4 separate regions of the Mus musculus genome follow, and all the other regions are linked to region 1. The links are chromatin contacts, called in public HiChIP or PLAC-seq maps. All regions are on one chromosome and are shown on one strand. Each heading gives the region's core, a stretch centred on a gene start, on an enhancer-like site or on the middle of the called end of the contact. The rest is flanking DNA. Distances are from core to core; before and after follow the strand shown.

Region 1 (3,279 bases), core at 661-3,160:
GAGTTTTTTTTTTTTTTTTAAATCATTCACCAACACTGATTTTTGCATAAAGAGAAGGGAGATTCCTTCAGGTGTTTTTTTATCCAAAGAACTGTTAAGATGTTTTTTTCCCCCCTTTGCTATTTTTTAAGAGGAAAGTTTAATGCTAACTGGGTATTTGCATTTCTCTCTCTGCTTACAGGCCATCAATAAGCATTAGGAAGAGGGGTTCTGCTTGTTTATTAAGGGTGAGAGCTATATCATATCCTTCTAAGAATTAAAGCAAAAATATAAAATGTATATTCACCTTAAAAAAACAGTTTCTTTGTTTCCCTATTTATTTTTTTCTTTGCCAGAGTACCTTTCTCTGGCTTCTTCTGAAGCCTAGAGGTTGGTGTGGAATTAAAACTGAGGGCCTAGCAATCTCTGTCTCAAAATTTCAGAGTTTCAAATGCATATCAATTATAGTCATTATGCTTATAATTAGATTAATGAAGCATTATGTCCAAACTTCAAATTTGAAAACTTCAAGGTCTACTGATGAGGCACCCTAAAAAAAGGGGGGTTTATGTAAACAAATCCCTATTAGGCAAAGTAAAGCAAGATAAGGAACCTCCCTCCGGCTGGATTAGAAACTGGCAGGCATCCTTCAATCACAGCAAGTCCCTAATCACTCAGGCACCACCTCTGTGGTTTCACATTAGGGAAAACTGCTCCCTTCTGAGGCCTGATGACAATACAAAGGTGCCCCCCAAATCCTCCTGGCTAAATATTCCTGACACTTGCTAGGGTCTGGGGGGAAAGACACAGTAAGAATACACATACAGCTTCCGTTTCTGTGAATTACATTGAAGATGCAAGATCATAATAACTGCTAGTCACTAGAAACTAGTTCCGCCAACCATGCAATGGGCATCATCCCACTGAGGGGAGGGGACACTAACATTTTAGTCTTTTGACCTTGTTCCAAATAAAGAAGGGATCTAATATCCCCCTTTCAGAGTCTTAGCATGGTGTTTCCAAACAAGCTGTCCTTGCTTCTCCAATTGCTACTACCTCCCCCCCCCTTCCCTCCTCTAGGTTCAATACCACCAGAAACTGTAGAAAAGGATTGTGCCCAGCATCCAGGTCATTATTGTTTAATCAATGCATCCCTGGAGCATGAAAAAAAGGTACCTAAGCCACAGCTATTGTTTGGCTTTTATTTAGCAACAAAATAAAGCACACACCAATAACTATAGTTCTAACACCAAAGCTAAAATAAACATCCATACTTCATGATCCTGCTTTGCCTCTGAACAATGTGACTGTACATGCCTAATACTGTATGTCTGATCTACCAGAGACATGGAGATCAAAGGTCATATTTAACATTCAGGAGGAGGGGCCGGTGCAGATTAATTAATTAATTAATACAGTCACGGTTTTTATTGCTGGAGACCAGCATTAATCTACTTTTACAATCCCACCGGACAGCAAACATTTAAGAGAGAAAGAGAAGCGGGGAAGCCAGAGGAAGAGAAAGAACAATCACTTACCAGTCTCTTTTTATTTGGGGAGCCTTAGAATTTACAGACGCTGCCAGTCTGCCTTTAATTAGTTGCACATCACCCCCTAACACAAAGAAACACAAATCCAGATGTGTCTTGGCAGCTCCCAATTACAACTTTAATACTTGTAAACAAACTGTTGGGAATGGGGGGGTGGGGTAAATAAATATGCGGATGAAAAAAAAATACCTGTAAATGGCTTTTTTTTTTCTTGTTGTAGAGAGGAGGAGGAGATGGTGTTAGTGGAGGGGGTGGAAGGAGGAGGAGGTGGGGGTGGAGAGGAAAGCGCCGAGTGTGAGCGTGTGTGGGAGAGCGCGGGGCTGTTGTCGGTGGTCTCTGCTCTTCCCGGCGCGTTGCTCCCGGTCCGTCTCCAGTCGCTGTGTGCGAGGGAGGGAGGGAGGGAGCCGGGGAGTCTCTCTCTCTCTCGCTCTCTCGCTCTCTCTCTCTCTCTCTCTCTCTCTCTTTCTCACCCCCCCCCCCCTCGCTCTGTTTGTGTGTGTGCGTGTGTGCGGTGGCTGGGGGAGGGGAGCGCGGAGAAAGGCGAGGGAGGCGGTGCGGAGCCGGGGGCGGGGGCGGGCCGAGGTGAGCAGGACGCAGGGCGCGGACACCTCCCGATGATTGGCTGCAAATTACACGGGGAACAAGAGGCGCACGCGGGCCAGCGCTCCTTTTCACAAATCCCCAGCTCGCCGGCGCGGCCACGTTTCCCGGCTCGCCCGCCACCCCGCCAGCCTCCGGCGCGGCGAAGGATTTGCTTTTTTTTTTTTTTTTTTTTTTTTTTTTTTTCTTCTGGCAGATAATTGTTTGGAAGGGATGGAAGAGAGGGCGTTCCCGCCCCTCGCGCCCTCGCTCTCTGCGGGTGTGTTTGTGCACGCTGGGCGGGGGGGTGTGTAAATAAACTTGTCTGGGTTCCCTGGCTGAGCTGGGAAGAGCTGTGCCAGACACAGAGGGGAGGTCCTGTGTGCTGCAGGAAGACTCTCTCAGTTTCACATCCCGGTCGCGTGCTTTTAAAGGATCTTCCTGGCGGGGCCGGGAGAGACTCTTTAAAAGAGAATCATTATCGTTTTAAAGTAAGGGGGAAAGGGACTGGTGTTCTGCTGGTTCGAATCCCTGAAATGTTATTATGCCGGAATGTAAAAAATTTGATGTGATGCTTGACCGGTCTCAGTCTGTGACTGCCTTTCTCTCTTCTCCCACACCGCCTTCCATTCCCACTGTGTCCGGGTCTTCCTGCCCTACAAAGCTTCGCCCTCCCCCTTTACTCTTTCATCCGGTAATTCCAAGGAGTCAAATATCTATCCCACCTCCCTAATTTTAATTCCAAACTTTACTTTCATATCTAAATGATCTCTTTTAACTAATTTTAATGTGATGGGCATTTTTACTTCCCATCACCTGGGGAAAATACTTCAAACTGAAAGATAAGTATTTAGCACACATCGCATATAAATAAAACTCATAAAATCCAACTATGAATTAACCCCTTCCTTCCTGCCTCAAAGAAACCGAGATACACTAAACACATGCTGTCCACACTGAAAGAAACAGGCATGAAATAGGATGTAAATGTTTAAGTCCTTTTAAATGTGATTCTTTCTCCTTTCCCCCTACCCACTTGGAAGGGATTTTGAGAAGGGATCTCACACTGTATCCCAGGAATTTCTAGAATTTGCTATACAGCTCAGGCTAGCCTGGTTCCCTTCTTGGCAGTCATCCTGGCTCAGACTCCCCAGTGCTGGGGTTCTAGACC
Region 2 (3,486 bases), core at 183-2,682, 370 kb before region 1:
CCCAGCATAAGGGAACAGCCTAAGCCCGAGACAGAGGCAGAGTCTCAGAGATAAGGGGCATTCATTTTTCAGTAGTGTGGGGGTATACTGAATGTTTGTATCCTGATAGTGCCTGGAGTGAATGGTGCTGGGTCTCCTTCCTAGAAGTCTTCCTGGAATCCCATATCTTTAACCTGGAATCCAATGGGTCTACTACGGAAGAATGTGAAGAGAATAATATTGGAAAAATATCCAAAGGCAATCCAGGGAAGGCAGGGCACATGGCACGTGGTACAATATACAGTGTCTCTGATTCCCATACTCACTGAAGGAATAGCCTGTGTGAATAAACTGACTTATTTAAAAGTTTCTGCTTTATTCTTCACAATTACAAAAGAGGAGAATACCAATACCACTGATCATCTCTGCCATAGATCATCTGTATCTGCAGATATCTGCCTGTTGTCTCTAGAAGGCTTCCATTGTGTGGCATAAGAGAGCCATGGAAGAAAATGTGAGTTTGGCATTTATGCTAACATGTGTTAGAAGGTAACTAAAACTAGCTGTCACAAAGAACAAATAAAATGCTGTATATGAGATTCTTGCCTATGTTCTCAATATTTCTAGAGTAAGTAATTTTAACTATCAATATCTAGAACATTCTAATTAGGGAGTCAGGGAACAAAAGGTGAGTAGCTATGTACATAATATCCATTAAACACCCCAAAGCCACACACATATACACAAAGTCACATATATAAACATGGATAAAGTATCATTAAGCACCCCAATGTCACATACACATATATAAACATGGGTAAAGAATTAATTTTATCTTTTGCAGCAGGGTCTTCACTCTAACTTGTGACCCCCTGCTTCAACCTTCCAAGTGCTGGTATTCATTTATTCCTGTAACACCTTCACGTGTAAATGCCAACTCTACAGTTGTGATCTAAGTACCGTGACGTGGTATTTAATGGAGGAACTATGACATTGAACACTTATACTTATTACCATTGCAAATCATACATACTTGAGTTAGAAGTAACAAATTCAAACAAAATTTATTTTTATGTTATACATAAATTTTATTTTATATTATACTTTTTTATTATACTATAACATATTGACTAAGACGCATGACATTGTTCTATGAGAAGTACAGTTGCATTCGTCACTTAAAATCTTTAATTAGCTTTAGGCAAGATATAAACATAGACACATGAATTCATAAACGTTTCCTTTTTCTTTCTGATGGAGCCTCAGGCCCTGCCTTCCTTTCAGTCACTGGACCTCAGCAGAGCCGTGGAATGCTTTCCAGAACATAGATTTAAATGAGGCGCCTGCTCAGTGGGCTTACAACCTAATTAGACAGAGACAGTTGACCAACATATGCCCACAGACTACAGTTGGCCACTTATTTATTCCCTAATTAACATAAAGCAGCAGGAGGACAAGCCTGTCTGTGCTCTGTGCAGGAGAAAGTCTGTGTGTGCTGTGGAGCTCTGTGGGAAATGAGACCGCTTCCTCGTTGGGGGTTTTCTGAGCTCTTCCTCTGGTTCCTTGCTTGTCTCCATAATTAATAGTCCCAGGCATATCTTGCTGAGACTGTATTTGGCCAAGCAAACAGACCCTTGCAGCACAGCGGAACCGTTTGCTTCAGCTGTCGTGTTGATCTCTACAGGTCACTGAATGGTGGATTCCAGTGTTGTGCGTTCAACTCTCTGGAGAAGCTCAGCCAATGTGTGCCAAGTGGTTTCTCTACACATGAGCAGTTTAGTAATTCCAGCTACAGGGATGGCTTTCTCCTAAGACTTTTTGATTATACAAGTCATGTGGTTACTTTCTACTTAAATCTTCTTTTAATTTTAATATTATTCCCCCTTTGTTTTCAGACTATTCAGACGTTTAAAGCTTTAAGCCCTAAGTGATCTGAGGTCGGCCTGCCCAGATCTCTCTTTAACATTCTGTCCTACACTGGTTTGCTTTATGTCGACTTAGCAACGGGAACCTTGAGTTTCAGTTTGGAGAAAATAAAAATTCCACAGCTTTACAGCTGCGAGTTTCTCACCTGGGCCTCTTTTATATTTTTGGTCTAGTTCTTACGTTATCATTTACTATTCCAAAATAAGACAATGGAAACATTGGCAAATGTACAAATCTAATTATACTCAGTATCATTTCTCTTAATTTAGGTGTCTGTTTGTTCTGTATGAGATAGGATCTTGTTATGTAGGCTAGGCTGTTTTTGAGGTTCCAGGGAGTCTCCCACCTCATGCTCTCAAGTGTTGGGATTACAAACATAACCTACTGTGCCTTGATTACTGTTTGGACTTTTGAATGTTGAAACTTAAAAATCACACATACTGACATTGAATAGTTGCGTGTCATCAACACACCACTTTGCAGAAAACAGGAAAACAACACAGCAAGTATCGGGCAATTAGATTCCAAAGGCAGGGCCTTAATGTTCATCTCTGCATTAATTCTCGATCTTCTGACTTAGTGCCTTGATTCTGAAATAAGAAAATATAGGCAGTTTCATTCAAAGAAATTTTAAAATAAACTTTTAGCCTTAGTGAGATTAAAATGGGCTTGCCCTTGCAAGACAACCAAAGAACAAAATTCTGCATCAAAATACTAAAACCAAAACAAAATTCTATGTAACATTCACTTGTAACTGCTCTGCAGAGAATTCTAGCAACAGCAGTATTGTTGTTTGACTTGGCAAATTGAGTTTTCATAATTAGATCAACCATAATTTAGTGTTTGGCTTCTGTGTAAATATATGTCCTTGATCTTAAACTTTTCTCAGAAATAATTCAGAAAAGAAATAGAGGTGGTTTTATGTAGACTGAAGGCTTATTCCTCTCTCTTTGCTCAAATCACCATGTGGACTTTAGTGAACTCTGTAGTAAAAGTGAGAGAAGTTTCACTCATTTCAATGCCAAGCTTTACATTTGGAAACAATACAATTTGTTTTTATTCTCCCTACCCCCTCTTCCATGTTCATCATGGAAATTTCATGCAGTATAAACAGTAAACTCACCCCCAAATTGATCTAACCTCAGGGCCTCCTGCAAGCATTCTGGGGAATCAGGGTTTTGTCACCTCTGAGGATAGAATTCATTTGGATTCTCCTGTTATCTGCCTCTAGGACTTGGGCACTTATTTGGTGATTGACTGACTTATTTATAACTCATTATTATATGTCCCTTATTGCAGTTTTGAATTTGGTATTTTAAAAATCAAAGTAAATTAAAACTTCAAGGAATAAGTTGACTCTCCCATATAATAAAATGGCAGCATAGGGGGATGCTGGAGTGGTGAGGCGGAAGTGGGTGAGTGGGTGGAGGAGCATCCTCAAAGAGGCAAAGGGTAGAGAGGAAGCGGGGGGGGGGGGTGGTATGGTGAGGTTTGTGGACGGGAAACTGGGAAGGGGGATATCATTTAAAATGTAAATGAATAAAATGATTAAAGGGATCTGCAACCCTATAGGTGGAACAA
Region 3 (3,568 bases), core at 323-2,822, 310 kb after region 1:
CTGGAAGAAGGGAAAACTGGAATCTCAGAAAATGTTTTGTGAAAAAAAAATCTAATAGAAGGAAAAAGGAAAAAGAACACTTTGAGTGCATCCAGGAGATCTCCATGTGAATTGCTTTTCAAATATTAAAGACAAACAAACAATAAAATCACCTTACCCCCAAATTTCCTATCTTGATGGTGTATGAATAAGGAACTTTAGTAACTGAAGCAAGAAATAGATATGGCCTGAAAGAGCAGAGGGGCTTCTGTATGAGATCCCTCAAGAAATCAGAACATCACTGCAAAAATCATAGCAAACTAAATTCTACAAAAGAAAAGAAGAGAGGAGAGGAGAGGAGAGGAGAGGAGAAATCCTCCAGTAAATGGCTATAGATCATTTGGTGGGAGGAATGTGAGAATATCCTACAACACTATTGAATTATAGGATGTTTCTTTCTATGGAATCAGCATGCATTTTAGTCAGTGGGTTCTTAATGTGAAAAATTGGTTTCCATTCAGAACTGGAGGACCTTGGTTTGAACAGCCTTACCCTACTGCCCCTACATTCTTAGAGGAGGGTTATACACACTAAGTAGCATGCTTGCTGGTTCCCAAACTACTTTTCCCCAAAGATGCCATCCTCCATAAACATCACTGTAATTTCCTGTGGGACAAATCCCTCTGGCTGCCCTCTGATCTTTCTGGTAATTAAAGTAATTGCACCCTCCTAATTTCTGATAATTAAGGACTACTTCCTGGTCTTCATTATGGCATGACTCCAATGCCTCTGTAGATATAACAAGCCTAAGTCTGCAATGACCTTTTAAGTCTTCAAGGGAATTTATTGGTGATATTGGAGCCTCTCTCATCTGTGTACCCCTGTTAGTCTTGGTGAAAAGGATGCTATAACAACCTCTTGAGGGAAGGATGGTGTGCTGGAAACTTGTTTTCACTCTAGTGTAGTATGAGCATTATTTAGCATCTTATATCCTTCGTATGAGTTTGATAGAGCCGTCAGATGTTTCTTCCTTGCTTGCCTTGGTAAAACATCGCTTTTTATAAAATCAATCCTCCCAATGAATTTGCCTCTTCCCTCCGAGTCTTTGTCAGGGTGATAAATGCTGAAATGTGTTTGCAGTTATTATCCTATTCTTTTTTCTGAGGTTTACTACAATCCTCTTCAGGTGCTTAACAACAATGGCAGGAAAATGGGAGCTGTTGTTTCTTAAGTGGAGAGTTTCCCCCATAGGAAGGGAGAAGTTGAAGGGCATTCTAACAGGACTGAGCATTGCAAACATCACCCCAGCAGATCCCTTCCCCCACTTCTTGCTAAAAACTGTTAGATTATATTCCCAAAGCTAGGCCCCAAAGTCTATTCCCTTATTGGGCTACTGACTTATTTCTGAGACAAAACACCAAGGTCCAATAATCAAAATTCATTATTTGACTAATATGTCCAATCAGGGCTTACCAATTCACCCTAGCACAGACTTCTTTTCTTCTTAAAAATGCACTCCTGAATAAAACACCTGCTGCTGCTGCTGCTTGCTGTCTGCCTTTGCCCTATCCAGAGGCAGCTGCTCCTCCCCCATACTTGTCCCTTTAGGGTGACAAGTCTCCTTTGTGCTGTGAATTTGGTGCCTGAGTATGTCCTTGTACTAACTCCAATGGGCCACCCACTTACAGAAGTAGTGAATTCCAGAGGGAAGTAATGAAATTAAAGAGAAAAATAAGTGGGAAAACAGTGAATCTTTATGAATTTGAAAAAAAAAATGGTTTTGTTGAAATGTTTATAGTGCCCAAAGAATCTATAGACTCAATGCAATTCCTGTCAAGATACCAGTGATAGTCTTCATAGAAGTACAGAAGCATTCTAAAATCCATGTGGGATTATAAAAAAAAAAGCTGAAACACTCTTGAGCAAGATGAAAAAGTTGAAGGCATCAAAGTATATAGATATATGGTTCAAGGCCATAAGAACAGGACAGCTTGTTACTGTCATGCAAATAAATCAGTGGAACAGAACCCAGAATACAGGGAGATTTTTTTTCGTGCATTTTAATCAAGCTGGTTTTTATGAAGTTGCTCAGAACACATAATAACCTCTCAGTAAGTAACTGGCAATTCTGCATATCGGCATGCAAAAGAATAAAATTCAAATCTGCATCTTACCACAGAGAAAGTCCATGAGAAAGGGTTTGGGTGAAGATGCAAGACTCCTAACTGTTCAGTTTTCAGGGAAGAAGCAGGCAACTCTTCCAAGATCCTGGTGTGGCAGGAATTTTATACAGCCTCAAAAGTAGAAGCAACAAAAGCAAAACTACACAACTGTAATTATATTGGGCTAAAGTGATTCCTCATCATCATATAGAAATGAGTAAGAGGACTGCCAGAATGGCAGAAAACAATCACAAATTATGCATTTGACGAAGCATAAATATCTGGGAAACATAAAGACTTCTAATAACTCAATAGCTAAGGTAACTATGTAATAAACATGATATTTAAATGAGCAACCTATTATTTTCCTCAGAAAAGATACACGAAATATAGGAAAATATGCTCAGAATCATTAATTAGAGAAATGTCAATCAAAGCCACAGTGACAGGCCATAACGAATCCAACACAGAAAAATACATTCCATGTACTTCATAACTAAACTCTATCATTCTTTTTTTTTTCCAGTTTTTCTAGACAGGGTTTCTCTGTATAGCCTGGCTGTCCTGAACTCACTATGTAGATCAGGCTGGCCTCGAACTCAGAAATTCGCTTGCCTCTGCCTCCCAAGTGCTGGGATTAAAGGCATGCACCACTACTCCCGGCAAACTCTATCATTCTTAATCTAGTTTATTCTTTATCTAGTTTGTTCATTTGTAATATCTAGGAAATTTTAGTGGTTGTCCAATTTTTATGCACATTACATTTTTAAAAACATTTTTATTGGTTCTTTGTGAATTTCACATCATGGACCCCAATCTCACTCATCTCCCCTCCCCCTCATACCTGCCCTTCACCTTTGCAACCTCTCCCTGAAACAGAAAAATATCTCACGGTAGAACTGTAGTGTGTCACAGTATGTCCTACAGCATAACCCTTTGTTCACACTCCTTTGCTTGCAAATCTTTGTTGCAATAACCGTTTGGTCTCTGGCTTCTGCTACTTTATCAATACTGGAACTCACTGGAACTTCTCTCAGGTACTCTGATGCTGCCCTGTGTCGTGGAGGTCCAGTAACATTAGATCTATAGGAATGGCCTGTTCATTCACTCCAGAAGTTTATCCATGGAGTAGACGTTGGGGTGTGCCAATTCAAATCCCTGGATCTTGGCCTGAGAGCTATTTGAGCTAGTCAGCCTGCAGACTTTCCACTCTCATTCCCTGGAGGCTGACTCACTGGCAACACTTTACCCACCCACCCTCAACCCCTCATTCCCCCCCCCCAATCAGGAGAGCAAGGGGCAGGCAAGGGGCAGGGCCCTTTCTCCCAGGTACTGTAGTCAGTGAGGGACAGGGCCAATTTTTCTACTTTCATGGCACTGGGGTCAACTCCAGGCTGCCATAGATGACGAGAAAGGAGAGAAGGGCA
Region 4 (3,177 bases), core at 13-2,512, 480 kb after region 1:
ATCCTTTAGGAGACACTCTCACTTCACCTTCTCCACAAACCTTTTCCTCAGTCCCTAAGTGCTTCACAAGTCTCTGTGCCCGATTGTGTATCCTTGGGGGATGCCTCATAGACATGAACAAGAAGTACTACACAGGCCACGTGCAGCCACAGTTTTGGCTTTTCTCGTGCTCTGTAGCAGGCAGCCCATGGACCAGATACACCAAATCCACTTCCCATCATTTCGATTGCATTGGCACATAGATGTGATGATTTGTTTACATGCTGTTTCTGGATACTTTCTGTCTAGCTCAGGCAGAGACCATGGCGCATGCAAAGCCTAAACTATGTTACCACCTGATCCTCTGTGGAGAAAACTGTCACCTCTGGATCCATGTGTGTTTCAGTTTCCTGATGATGATGCCCTTGCATTTGTTTCACATGGACAAGACAGTCAGGAAGTCACAGGACTCACAAGGGTAAGGAACGCTGGCAGAGAAAGTGACATTAAGGTGGTGGTGTTTCTGAGCTACTTATTGAATGAATCCAAAAATAACTAAGGAGTTTTGTAAAGCAAACTGCCCTAGTACATAAAATATGGATTCAGGGTCTACTTCCTGTTTTCTGGATACCCTGTGCCTCAGCTCCTTTCTCTATAAAATAAAAATGACAGGATTTAATGAAACATGCCAAGAATATTATTTGGCCCATAGTAACTCCTCAAGAAGTACTATCTATTAACAAAGTGGAGAAAGAGACTCCGTTTAACTATGTTGTTTTCATCTTCCTTTTTTTTTTTTTTTTTTTTTTTTGGTTTTGTTTTTTTTGTTTTTTTTTTTGGTTTTGTTTTGTTTTGTTTTGTTTTTATGGCATACTTTTGGACCTATTCTATAAAAAGGGATCAGTTTCTACCTTTTTCTGCCAACTCCAAACCATGCCTGGCATAAAAGATGATCAGAGGTAGGTGTCGCAGGCTATCCAAGGACAGAACTGCTGTCAGGGAGGTTGAAAACACCCTGGAGTCAGGGAGACATAAAAGTCATAAGCCAGTCAGTAGAACCCTGTTGAGCTCCCTCTTCCCCTGATGAAAGGCAAAGGAGCTCTGTGGAACTGTCAACTGAGGAAGTGGTGAGCAATGAGCAGATCCTGCAATTTGCACACTAATTCTCCCTCGTGCCACCTGGGGGCTTCCTGCTGGCAGAAGCACAGAAGATAGGAGAGTGGTGCGGGTCCAGCCAGCAGCCAGCCATGCCTCTATTCTTCCCTTGCTGAGCAATACCAGCAGCCCAGCTTGTCTCCATTCACTGTTCAGTGAGCAGTTGGCAGGCTTCCCCCAGAGCGTGGGCAGGCCTGAGCAGAAGGAAGACAATGAGAGGAATTTTAAAAGCCTTCCACCTTTTTGCACTTTCTTCGCAGTTTCTCTCAGGAGAAGTTGACTCAGCAGGTGCCCCTTTCTACCTTTTTCCTCAGCCTTGCCACTCCCCACTTGAAGGACCAGTCCACAGTGTGGTAATCAAGGTTCTCCCTGAAATACAGAGATGAGACCGGGGCTGTGTGGGGTCCAGCAACTGCTCTCACTACACTTATCATTATTCAAAAGCTTTTCCTGCCTCTTAAAGGTGAAACACACATCACTGAAGCATAAATGTGGCTCTGAGTAACAGTTTCACTCGCACATTCTCCGCTTCTAGAAGTAACCAGTAACCGGCTCCAAAGATGCACCAGGGAAAGTAGGAAAGGAGCCTCCTGTTAGCTGGCATCATTCCAGCCAGAGACCAAGTCTTCACTGGGACAAAAGCAGAACTATACGGACAGACAGCTTCCTCTCTGCTGCAAGCATACACTCCCCCCGCCCCGACCCCCACCTCCCCCGCACAGCCTCTGGACTGCCAAATGGGTGATGCTGCTGCTTGCACCCCTCCACACGCATTCCATAAGCTAAGGCTGATTTTAAGATCATTAGAAAAGGAAAGAATGTTGCACTCTTCTCAGTTTCTCTGGGGTCACAGTGTAATTGTGCAGCAGGAGAAACTGGGCCCCAGAGATGGCGTGACAGTCACTTCTCATTACCTCCCACTTGGTTCATTACGTCTGTAGACAGCAATTGCCAGCGTGTGGGTACTTCCATTATAGGGAAGGTTGTAATGTGCTCTAGACTCTGCACGGTTTCCAAATGGGGAGAAGGCTATTTATTCCAGGCACATACCTATCTTATTTCCACAGGAATGGAAAGTGACATAAGGGATAGATTAGTGGTAATCAATATGGGAGAATCAGGGAGCAGGAGTGCTTGCACCAGTGAAATATTTATGTGTGTGCATCCTTCTAACTCATAAGGCTTCATACAGAAGACAGAATTCTCACAAACCTGCCCAATTTGGCTTTAGCAAGTAGCTTTGTTCAGATACACTATATATTGGCTTCTTTGTATCATACTTTGGATTGCGTGTGTGTGTGTGTGTGTGTGTGTGTGCGCGCGCGCACACACACACACACACACACACACACACACACACACACACACGAGACACCAAGGAACCTTTCTCTTTGCAGTTTTGCACACCAGGAATTATGACACACAGGAATACTATTTCTTCTTTCTTCCTCAGGGATGTGGAAAGCTTAGTTACATTATTAGCTAAAGGGAAGTTAATAAGAGAGAAAACAGAATTGTCGGGAGCTAAAATAAGAATTAGCTATTATAGGCTTTTCCTTTAAAGATAAAGCAAAGAACGTCTTTGCCAAAAGAAAGAACCTGAAGAGCTGCCCATGGTAGAATGTTTGAGATGATGTCTACCGCGCCGCACTCCTGGAAACTCCAAATGACATCAGCCTTTTAATTACTGTCACCAAATCAATCTTACTTCGTGCTACTTTAATTAACTAACAGAGCACTTTCTTACAAACTTCTTGTGAAACCTTGGCACCAGCGTAAGAAAGTCCTGTTTGACTACACCTCACCTCTTCAGAAGGTTTCACAATATTCCTCACTCCTTAACTCTGGCATGCATTAAAGCCACCAGGGCATCTACTCCTTAGCAACCATCAGAAGCCAACTAGAGCTTAGCCATCAGATTTCTTGATAAGTACTTCTAGTGGAGGAAGCTCATGTGTCACACAGGGAAGCACACTAACCCACACATTGAGATGTCTGTCCGAATTCACCAGAGGCTGAAGCACACAGTTAACAAGTCAGCTT

The links. HiChIP or PLAC-seq counts read pairs in DNA pulled down with a chosen protein or histone mark.
Region 2: a contact with region 1 is called in an H3K4me3 HiChIP or PLAC-seq map of embryonic limb bud, with 4 times the contacts expected there. The contact joins the enhancer-like site here to the promoter of Cxxc4 in region 1. A contact is called at or near these places in 9 of 39 promoter capture datasets (the 3T3-L1 cell line, 3T3-L1-derived adipocytes, the HPC-7 cell line and 5 more), 1 of 15 datasets of contacts at CTCF or cohesin (the NIH/3T3 cell line), 9 of 484 Hi-C or Micro-C datasets (the N1E-115 cell line, cerebellar granule neurons, cerebellum and 6 more), 10 of 115 datasets of contacts at active chromatin or transcription factors (embryonic basal ganglia, embryonic forebrain, embryonic hindbrain and 6 more) and 1 of 9 other capture datasets (pancreatic islet).
Region 3: a contact with region 1 is called in an H3K4me3 HiChIP or PLAC-seq map of embryonic basal ganglia, with 2.5 times the contacts expected there. The contact joins the enhancer-like site here to the promoter of Cxxc4 in region 1. A contact is called at or near these places in 3 of 39 promoter capture datasets (the 3T3-L1 cell line and cranial neural crest), 1 of 15 datasets of contacts at CTCF or cohesin (the NIH/3T3 cell line), 4 of 115 datasets of contacts at active chromatin or transcription factors (embryonic basal ganglia, embryonic midbrain, embryonic stem cells and 1 more) and 1 of 9 other capture datasets (pancreatic islet).
Region 4: an H3K4me3 HiChIP or PLAC-seq map of forebrain shows a contact between it and region 1, with 5 times the contacts expected there. The contact joins the enhancer-like site here to the promoter of Cxxc4 in region 1. A contact is called at or near these places in 2 of 39 promoter capture datasets (the HPC-7 cell line and hippocampal neurons), 3 of 484 Hi-C or Micro-C datasets (embryonic stem cells and nephron progenitors) and 3 of 115 datasets of contacts at active chromatin or transcription factors (embryonic stem cells and forebrain).

What each region holds. Positions count from the first base shown.
Region 1 is chr3:134,235,126-134,238,404 of GRCm38.p6, reverse strand. It overlaps Cxxc4 (CXXC finger 4), which reads right to left and starts at 1,910. Exons shown (of 4, transcript NM_001004367.4): 1 at 1,719-1,910; 2 at 1,518-1,593.
Region 2 is chr3:134,603,612-134,607,097 of GRCm38.p6, reverse strand. No RefSeq gene overlaps it. Among named protein-coding and RNA genes, the nearest start is that of 4930539C22Rik, 180 kb to the right of the region's middle. Within about 2 kb of position 1,432, at least 28 of the 459 cell types and tissues checked have an H3K27ac peak or open chromatin away from gene starts, as enhancers often do. A contact at or near this core is called in the HPC-7 cell line, the N1E-115 cell line, embryonic basal ganglia and 3 more, where this site is marked.
Region 3 is chr3:133,920,410-133,923,977 of GRCm38.p6, reverse strand. The region is part of intron 2 of Gm26691 (a long non-coding RNA gene); the gene reads left to right. Among named protein-coding and RNA genes, the nearest start is that of Gm30484, 100 kb to the right of the region's middle. Within about 2 kb of position 1,572, at least 4 of the 459 cell types and tissues checked have an H3K27ac peak or open chromatin away from gene starts, as enhancers often do. A contact at or near this core is called in embryonic basal ganglia, where this site is marked.
Region 4 is chr3:133,753,101-133,756,277 of GRCm38.p6, reverse strand. No RefSeq gene overlaps it. Among named protein-coding and RNA genes, the nearest start is that of Gm6135, 37 kb to the left of the region's middle. Within about 2 kb of position 1,262, at least 108 of the 459 cell types and tissues checked have an H3K27ac peak or open chromatin away from gene starts, as enhancers often do. A contact at or near this core is called in the HPC-7 cell line, forebrain and hippocampal neurons, where this site is marked.